Linked DNA regions of Oryctolagus cuniculus: region 2 is linked to region 1. The links are chromatin contacts, called in public Hi-C maps. All regions are on one chromosome and are shown on one strand. Each heading gives the region's core, a stretch centred on a gene start, on an enhancer-like site or on the middle of the called end of the contact. The rest is flanking DNA. Distances are from core to core; before and after follow the strand shown.

Region 1 (4,308 bases), core at 727-3,226:
AAACAGGGAATCAGAGAGAAGAGGGGTACATAACCTGCTATGATATACAGATTCCCAGGTCACAAGCTAGAGAGACTGAAACAGAACCCCTGAGAACAGGGCCCAAGAACCTGACTATTGACATAATTTCTCTCACAGAATTTCTCTCACTCCTTTCCCGGGTGACATTTAAGAACTCCATGTTGGTGTCTGAAAGAGGGACCAGCAGGGATATATAAGGAGCTCAAGAAACTTAACAACTAAAAACGCAATCCAGTTAAGAAATGAGCTAAGGACATGAAACGGGCTAAGGCATTTTTTCAAAGGATGAAATACACTAGCCATCAGGGAAATGCAAATGAAAACCACAATGATGTTTCACCTTACCCCACTAGCTATCATTCAAAAATCAGAAAACAACAAATGCTGGTAAGAATGTAGAGGAAAAGGTACCCTAATCCACCCTTGGTGAAAATGTAAACTAGTACAACCATCATGGAAGACAGAATGGAGATTCTTTGGGATGGGAGAGGGAGCAGGAGATGGGATAGTTTGCGGTGGGAAGGTGGTTATGGAGAGAAAAGCTGCTATAATCCAAAAGTTGTACTTTCAAAATTTCCATTTTTTAAAAACTTTTATTTAATAAATATAGATTCCTCAGAAACTTCTTAAAACATGACACAGCCACCTCACTCCTGGGAATTTACCCAGAGGAAATAAAATGAAATTTTATTTTGCATCTGAAAGAGTTATCTGTACCCTCGTGTTTATAGCAGCTCAATTCACAAAAGCTAAAATCTGAATTAACTCAAATGTCCATCAACTACTGACTGGATAAAGAAATTGAGGTGTATATATATATATATATATATACACATAATGGAATACTACTCAGCCACAAAAAAGAATGAAGTCATGTCTTTCACAACAAAATGGATGCAAATGGAAACCATTATGGTTAATGAACTATGCCAATCCCCAAAAAACAAATATATGGACTCCCAAATATGTGCTAATACACAGAGTCCCAAAAAGTAATGTATATGAGTGAAAATGTCATTTTGAGTTTGATTATTGTTGACAGTCCTTATCTATACTCTTGAAGAATGGTGGTTTTTCTACTTGTTGAATTCTTTATTTAGTGGAGGGTTAAGCTTGTGATTATAAAGTAAACTGAAAGTATGTTATAGTAAAAAATCAAAAGAACATAAGAAAGGAAGAACGAGGGAGGGTGGGGGAAGCATTATTATGCTCTTAAAACCATATATATCAAATACACAAAATGTATTCCCTTTATATAAATGAAAAATTAAAAAGCAAAAAATAATAAATAAAACAATAAGTAAATACATAAATACCAGTGTTGGGGCCCTAGACACTGGACATGCCGTGCAGACAGGGGCCTGTTTCTGGAGTGTCCATTTCAAGTCCATCATCACTGATTCCCACTCCCAGTCTGAGCTCCTGAGGAACACTCTTTTCCCAAATCCTGCTGGGAGAACAGTATAGCAGACTATTGGCCACTGCCTCCGTGTGTGCCCTCTTTGGGGAAGCCAGTACTGCCTGCCCTGTGAGGATCTTAGGGCTGGAATTCAGATACTCCACCATCAGGAAGGAGCCTCCACTCCAGCAGGAGCCAGTCCTTCACTCTCTTGTACTACTGTATCTCTCCTCCTTTCCTGTGAACTGAATGAGCCAACTCCTAACACCCCTACCCAGTTCTCCTGGAAGCTACACTTGATGGAAGTCACCAATGAACACTGCTTCTTTCATTCTGAACAAAAACTTTGGGCTCCAACAAGTCCCCCACTTCTTTCTTACCCCCCTCAATCCTTTCCCACAGTGGAGACAAAATTCTCTTTATATAAAGTACATCTAAGCACGTGACTTCCCTGCCTAGAACCCGCTGATGATTTTTTCATGGTTCCTAGGATACAAACCAAAACAGCCTGTAAGAATTGTCACCACAGCACCCACATTCATCTCACCAGCTTGTCCTCTCCCACTCCCTGCCTTCATTACTCTGCCCTACACAGCATCCTTCTTCATTTCTCAAAAGAGTTGGGCTCCTTCTCTCCTCGGGGCCTTTGCACATTCTGTTCCTGCCCGGAGAGCCCCTTCCCTCATTAATTCTAACTCATCCTCGGAGCTCAACTTTCACTTCCCAGATCGCTCTCCCTCCCCAAAACTAGCTCAGGCCTCATTAGCCTCCCTCATTGGTCTCTTGGTAGTATTTATCAAATGTGTAGTGAACTCATTATCTGCATAATTATGTGCTCAGCCTCCACCTCCCCAGTAGGCTGTAAGCACCACAAGGACAATGACTGTGTCTGCACCACTAAATCCCCATGGGGTCTGGCACATAATAAATGTTTAGTAAGTATTTATTGAACATGTGAGCAAAAAAAAAAAAAAGTCAACTAATAAAAAAAGTTTTCACAAGACCTAGTTCCCCCCTGGAGCACCGTGAGGAACTAAATCTGGACACCTGAATGTCAAGACCGACATATACCAACTCGGGCAGACCTCTTGATCTGCCTTTGAACTGTTCACAAGTTCAAAATGGCAACACTTGCCAAATGGATGTGATTTTTGGTATGACAAAGGGATTCTTCACTTATACAAAAAAATAAAAACCCCTGAAAGGCATCTTTAAATACTGTGCTCCCTCCGGTGCCCATAAGCCATATTAAGAGCTCATTAATTATCTGCCAGGGAGGCTAGAACTAAGAGGCAAGTCATAAGGATGGTTGCCAAGGGAAGAAATGATGATAAATCAGCACTTAAAGGAAAGTGTAAATCATGGGGGAAGGAGGACCCAATTTACACAAGTGTGATTTGTACACAGCTTATCCGGAACTTTATTATCTTGAAGCATGCTTGTGAACCTGGAACCAGATTTCCATCTTTGAATGCGATCCCGCTCTCATCCTTGGGGTCTACACAGCTTTGAAAGGTGTCTTTGAGCACTGGCTTGGGACTGCAGCACGGTCCTGCCCTGCCTCTGCAGCTTACCTCGTGCCCCATCAAACTTGCCAGATCACACAGGGTTGCAGATGCCCATCCCTGGCCTGACTATGGCAGAGTCCATACTGGTCTATCTAGGAACAGATGAGGGCACTCAGGGGCAGTCTGTCAGGAAAGAGTAAAGATAACTGAGTGGTTCATGGGTATCAAGGCTTTTTTCCTGCTTCGGTATATCCCTAAAACTGTGGACATAACGACAATCAGCAGAGGCTATTTGTTCAGAGCTCGCTATAGCAAGGGAGTCAGCCTCCATCACTTGCAGTTGGCAGAGACTCAAAGGCTGACAGGGAAAGGAAAGCTTCAAAGTGGACAAAGGGAAGGCTTCAGGCATTCCCTGACGGCTGCTGGCACGGGGAAGTGCAGATGGGCTAACTGAAAGCAGGGCATCCTATGCAGCTGGCTAGGGAAGCAGATTCGACTTTCTCTGGTAGGTCCCATATTGGAAACAGGGGTAAAACCTGTAGAAGTGCTGGGTTTGGGGCCAACTGCTGCCAATATGTAGGTTAAAGTTCTCTTTTTGCCTGTGGTGCAGCTGTTGTCATGGTCTGTATATTCAGTCTCTTACTAGCATGGCACGACCAGAACCTGATTCAAGGAAGGACACTGGTTCTTTACTGTGCAACAGCCAGATGTGTGTTTCCAGCTGCCTTCGAGAGTCTGCTGTCCCTACCTCTTCCTCACAACTGACCCTCTTCGCCAGACTGGGACCTGGGCTCACCAGGGTTGCTGTGTAACAACATAGTCCCTGCCAATCATTCATACTGCACCTCCCTCTATTTCTCATGACCCCCAGAGCTTCCCTCTGATGGGCTAGCCTCAGTGTCCTTGGGTGTGACTGATTTGATTCCCCACTCATCTTTGATTCCCCACTCATCTCTGACTTCCCCGGAGTCTTGAAGATGGAGCCATGTCTGAGTTATCCTTAAGAGTCCAGCACAGCTCCTGGCCCACAGAAAGAATCTGCTAAATATCAAAAGATCAGTTGAATGAATGCATTACCTCTACTTCTAGCCCTCATGACAAAAAGGGAAAAAGGAAATACAATAATGAAACCAACATTCATTACAAAACCATAAGAAATCACAAGAATATTCTGCCATCAGGAAATGTAAATGGTCCCAAGACGAGGTCTGCCCGACCTTGTCACTTCTCAGCGACGCTCTTGATGAGGAGACTGCAGAGAGACCTTTTCCTCTTCTCCCTTTCCTACATCCCCCAGCTGTGGGGGTCTTCCATTGCATGCATCCTACGAGCCCTCCATATCCATGGGTTCTACCCCTACAACTTTTACCAACTATAGTC
Region 2 (4,308 bases), core at 719-3,218, 760 kb before region 1:
AGTTTGGTGGCAGCTATGACATTATTATGGTCTATGAAATTCAGTAAGTGTGGTGTTTCACTTCTAGGAGAACATTTCTGGAATGTTCTCTTGTTTTGCCGTGGAGAACAAGATTTAGGTGGTAATGGGGGCCAGCGCTGTGGCATAGTGGGTAAAGCAGCCACCACCTGCAGTGCCAGCCTCCCACACAGGCACTGGTTCGAGTCCCGGCTACTCCACTTCCAATCCTGCTCCCTGCTAATGTACCTGGGAAAGCACCAGAAGTGACCCAAATCCATGGTTCCCTGCGCCCAAGTGAGAGATATGGAAGAAGCTGGGCTCCTGGCCTCAGGCTGGCCTGGTTCTAGCCATAGCAACCATCTGGGAGGTGAGCCAGCAGATGGAAGATTCATTCATTCCCTCCTTCTCCTTCCTCCCTCCCCTCCTTACTCCAGCTTCCTGCTCACATAGATTCTGGAGGCAGGATAAACGGTACTGGGACCACGCCACACACGGGAGAAATCTGGGTTGAGTTCCTGACTGGGTATCACTGTGGGTATTTGGGGAGTGAACCAGTGGATGGGAGCTCCTTCTCTCTTCCCCTCTCTAACAAATAAAAATTTTTAAAAACATGGCACTGTCATGACCTCGTGTAGCCTGACCGCATGGAACGTAACTGTCCTCCAACTTCTGCTGATTACAGATCACGCGCAACCAGTGCATCCCTGCTGTTTGTTTTTGGTATTTGAGAGGCTGCTTATCACCCAGCCTGATTTGTGCACCGCTGCCTAAGAAAACACTTTTGCTGAGCTGGGAGTTTTAATCTGGATTCTCGCAACTTTCCAATGGCGTGCGATTTCCAGTCTGTCACAGAAAAACAGGAAGAGCCTGCTCATTTCTTCCAAAGCAACCGCAAGTCCAAAGTCCACTGCTGCCTTGGGGTTGGGGTCTCATCATTGCTGAAGCCCACTAAGTGTTTCCCTTCCTGACCGAGTTACTACCAAGGCTTCCTCTTGAGAAAGTGGCATATATGTTATGTTTGCTTTACTAGAACAACTTTTCCTTCTAAAACAGCTTTTACAACCAAGATGCTCTTTTTTAATACTGCACCAAGGCTATTAAAAAGAATGGAAACCAGAGATCATAAAAACATCCATGGCGAAATGCTCAATTCTGTGCTAGTTGTGAAATACAATCCATATACGTTAACCTATTCTTCAAGAACGAAGAGAGATAGAGGGAAATTTCAGTGTTTTTGTTATCACTTAATCCGAGTTCATGAATTCATTGCTGCTAGGAGCGACCTCTAAGTGATCACGTCCAGCGCCCCTGAACTGTCAGGTTCAAGTTCAGAGTGGCTCACGTGCAGACGCTCAGCTAGAGGACTGGAGCCACACGGATTTCCCACAATGCCTTTTTAAAGGATAGTTAATTATTTTACAGTTTTCCAGAAGCTAAGAAAGCTGAGATTTGTTGCTGCAAGAGCAGCATTTCTTAATAAGCAGGCCAAGAGGAGAATTGCAGGGCAGCTGGTGTGATATTTTAGGTGAAAAAATTTTCCATCTAAAGAAGCATCAAGTTCCCTGAGAAAAAAAAATGAAATTGTCTTCAAGGATCTGGGGAAATTTTTCAAGCGCCAGGGGCCCAATTTTTCTTTATTTTAATGTTCTCTTCTGGTCCCCAAACATGCTACTGAATTCTCTCTGCATCGCAAGAGACGGGACAGGAATCAATACTTAGTCCAAAAGCTTTGTTTTCCTCTCCAAGATAATTGCTTGCTGCTTCCCTCGATGAGGGGTGGAACCCAGAGAGGTCACCCTGTAGCCACAGAAGTTGTGTGGACGAGGGCTTGTCCACGCCGACTGGGTCAGAGCGTCCCAGGCAGCCTCTGGGGGAGAGCTCATAGGGAAGAAGACGGCCTCCTCCCAGACCAGATGGGTGAGAGAGGCCCCGTTGCCCAGTGAGAAAGATTCCAGTGCCACATCTTCTAGGTGTGACTCGCAGCTCCGCATTTTCTAGGCAAGAGACACAGGGCGGTGCCTTAACCTCTTCATGCTCCAGTTCTCGTCTTCAAACTAAGGAAGTTTCTGCCTAGGGGAATTGTTGAGCACTTTCAAACACATGAAGCAAATCATGGAACGCAGTGGGTATTTTCTCCGTAGGCGACTCTTCCACGGGATTTGGTGTGGCAACACGATGGGATCCTATTTACAAGTCAGAACTCTGAAATCCACCCGCAGTGTCCTGTTCCATCATGCACCTGTGATTGGCAGTCTGGATGAGGACTCTAGCCATGACAAGTGGTCTCAGCTGAGATACTGAAATTCTGCAGATGGACAAAGTACGCTGACACGAATGATTCAAGACGCACAAGCAGAGTTTTATTTATCGTTTCATGGGACAATTAATGGACATACATCTGAGATTCTGCAAACCAACCTGAAGCTGACACATTTAACCCTCCTTAGACTTGGGTAGCCAGACATCGACCTTGAAAGCCTGGGAAACGGTGGACTTTTGCCCCAAGCCTACACCTTGTAAAGTCTTTGCAGCAAAAACATTCTTACCAGTGGGTGGCGATCATGTGTCACGATGCAAAACACTGCATTCCCTTTGCAAGTTCAGACCTGGGCAGCAAGAGAGCCCAGAGTCGTCGGGAATGCTGAAGGCAGAGGTCGTGGTGAGCAAAATGTGCACGGACCTTGCACTGAAGCCGCACACGGTCTTCCAACAAAACACAGAGGCGTTAGGGACCCACAGGCTTCCAGACTTCCCTGTGCCGACGGCCTGCTGAATTCTTGCAAAGTGAAGAGCAATACTAAAATAAACGATCGCACTGGATAAAAAGGCCGTGGAGGCCACATTGCCGGTGTGAACTTGAGGGTAGCTGATTTAGAAGAGAAGGTCCTGGTATTTAAGGAGGCTGCCTGCATTCCCAGCTGGCTCCACCTACACTTGCAAAGTTGTGCACACCATCATGTGAGAGGGCAGCCTACTCCTTAGGAGACCGAAGTCTGAGGTTACAGCATCCTGAGATGGTCTGCTTGGCAGCTAGGAGGCACTCAGTTTTCATCTGAGAACTTCAATTCTATCCATCAAGTGGGGATCGAAACCCTTACAATGGTATCTGAGTCTTTCAGTGTCTATTAAGTGACAGGGACAACGTCGGGTACCCCAAAGATGTTGTCATCACCCCCACTGGAAGCTGGCATCTGCTGTGATCCAACCCAGGAGGTCTGGGCACGGGCTCTTGTCTCTCATCTGTGCTCGTGGGTGTCTGCTTCAGCAGGCCCTGCCATTTTGCCGTGTCCTGGTTGTATGTTCTGTAACACGGCGGTGACACCCCGACCCGATACCGTGGCTGGGAGGCTCATTGTGAGGCCAGCTGTCCTGCTTGGATCCTGGACTGGAAGGAGGGTAAGGGCTTCAGAAGCCCAGGTGGGGGACTTTCCTTCCAGGAAGGTGGTAGAGCAGAGGAAGGGGACGGGGAAGCCTGAGGCCAGGGAGTGCGGGACAAGCAAGGCAGGCCCAAGACAGCTGGCTGGGCAGGGGGCAGATGGACAGGGACAGAGTGCGGTTCTGCTTCTCTCTTCATCCTGTTCTATTTCGATATTTTTCTGAATACTTTTGTTATTCAATTATGTTTCCCCTGACTATAATAAATCAATAGCACTAAAAGTATTATGGGGGTATGCATTTTATCTCCAAAGACAAATATTAGATGAGACTCTTGGATCATTAATCTTAGTTTGTGTAGGTTTTTAAACATTAATACTTTAGAAACTGCAACAGAAAGCGATAGTCATGTGGTCATGTGTGTGGTTAAATAACGAATTTGTCACAAACGCCATGCTCCTCCTTTTCTTGTGTTTTCTGTCACCTGGTCCTAGATAACCAAATCTGGCAGGTCCCTATCGTACCGACATGGAAACGAAGGCACAGAGGGATGTAGGACCGGCCCAGGTTCTCAATGGTAGCAGACCGGAAGTAGGTTCTTCTTGGTTCTACACCTGTGGCCCCATCATCGTACCATGCAGGATCTCTGTGACGGTGAATCAGACAGCTGAGAGGGACTGTGCTCTCTGTTGCCCTAAGCTTTGGGAGGGAGGGGCCTACGGCCACTCTGTGGAATGAGAACAGAGATAGGTGTCACAAAGGAGGCTCCCAGGAAGCCAGACTGGCACAGCACAGGTAAAGGAAATGGGATGTCTCCTGGGGGGCAACGTTGGAGGACCTCTGCTGGAGGCCAGAAGAGCAGCAAAGATCCCCACACGCTGGTGACAAAGGCAGTCTCAGCCCAGGGTGGGGTTAAGTCAGCAGGCGGCTTAG

The links. A called contact is a pair of places that touch in the nucleus more often than the background predicts.
Region 2: a contact with region 1 is called in a Hi-C map of an unstated tissue, with 3 times the contacts expected there. The contact joins two enhancer-like sites. A contact is called at or near these places in 2 of 6 Hi-C or Micro-C datasets (ear pinna and an unstated tissue).

What each region holds. Positions count from the first base shown.
Region 1 is chr18:64,271,104-64,275,411 of mOryCun1.1, reverse strand. All of the region lies in intron 2 of CDH13 (cadherin 13), which reads right to left. Among named protein-coding and RNA genes, the nearest start is that of MPHOSPH6, 110 kb to the right of the region's middle. Within about 2 kb of position 1,976, at least 1 of the 8 cell types and tissues checked has an H3K27ac peak or open chromatin away from gene starts, as enhancers often do.
Region 2 is chr18:65,030,916-65,035,223 of mOryCun1.1, reverse strand. The region is part of intron 5 of CDH13 (cadherin 13); the gene reads right to left. Among named protein-coding and RNA genes, the nearest start is that of HSBP1, 600 kb to the left of the region's middle. Within about 2 kb of position 1,968, at least 2 of the 8 cell types and tissues checked have an H3K27ac peak or open chromatin away from gene starts, as enhancers often do.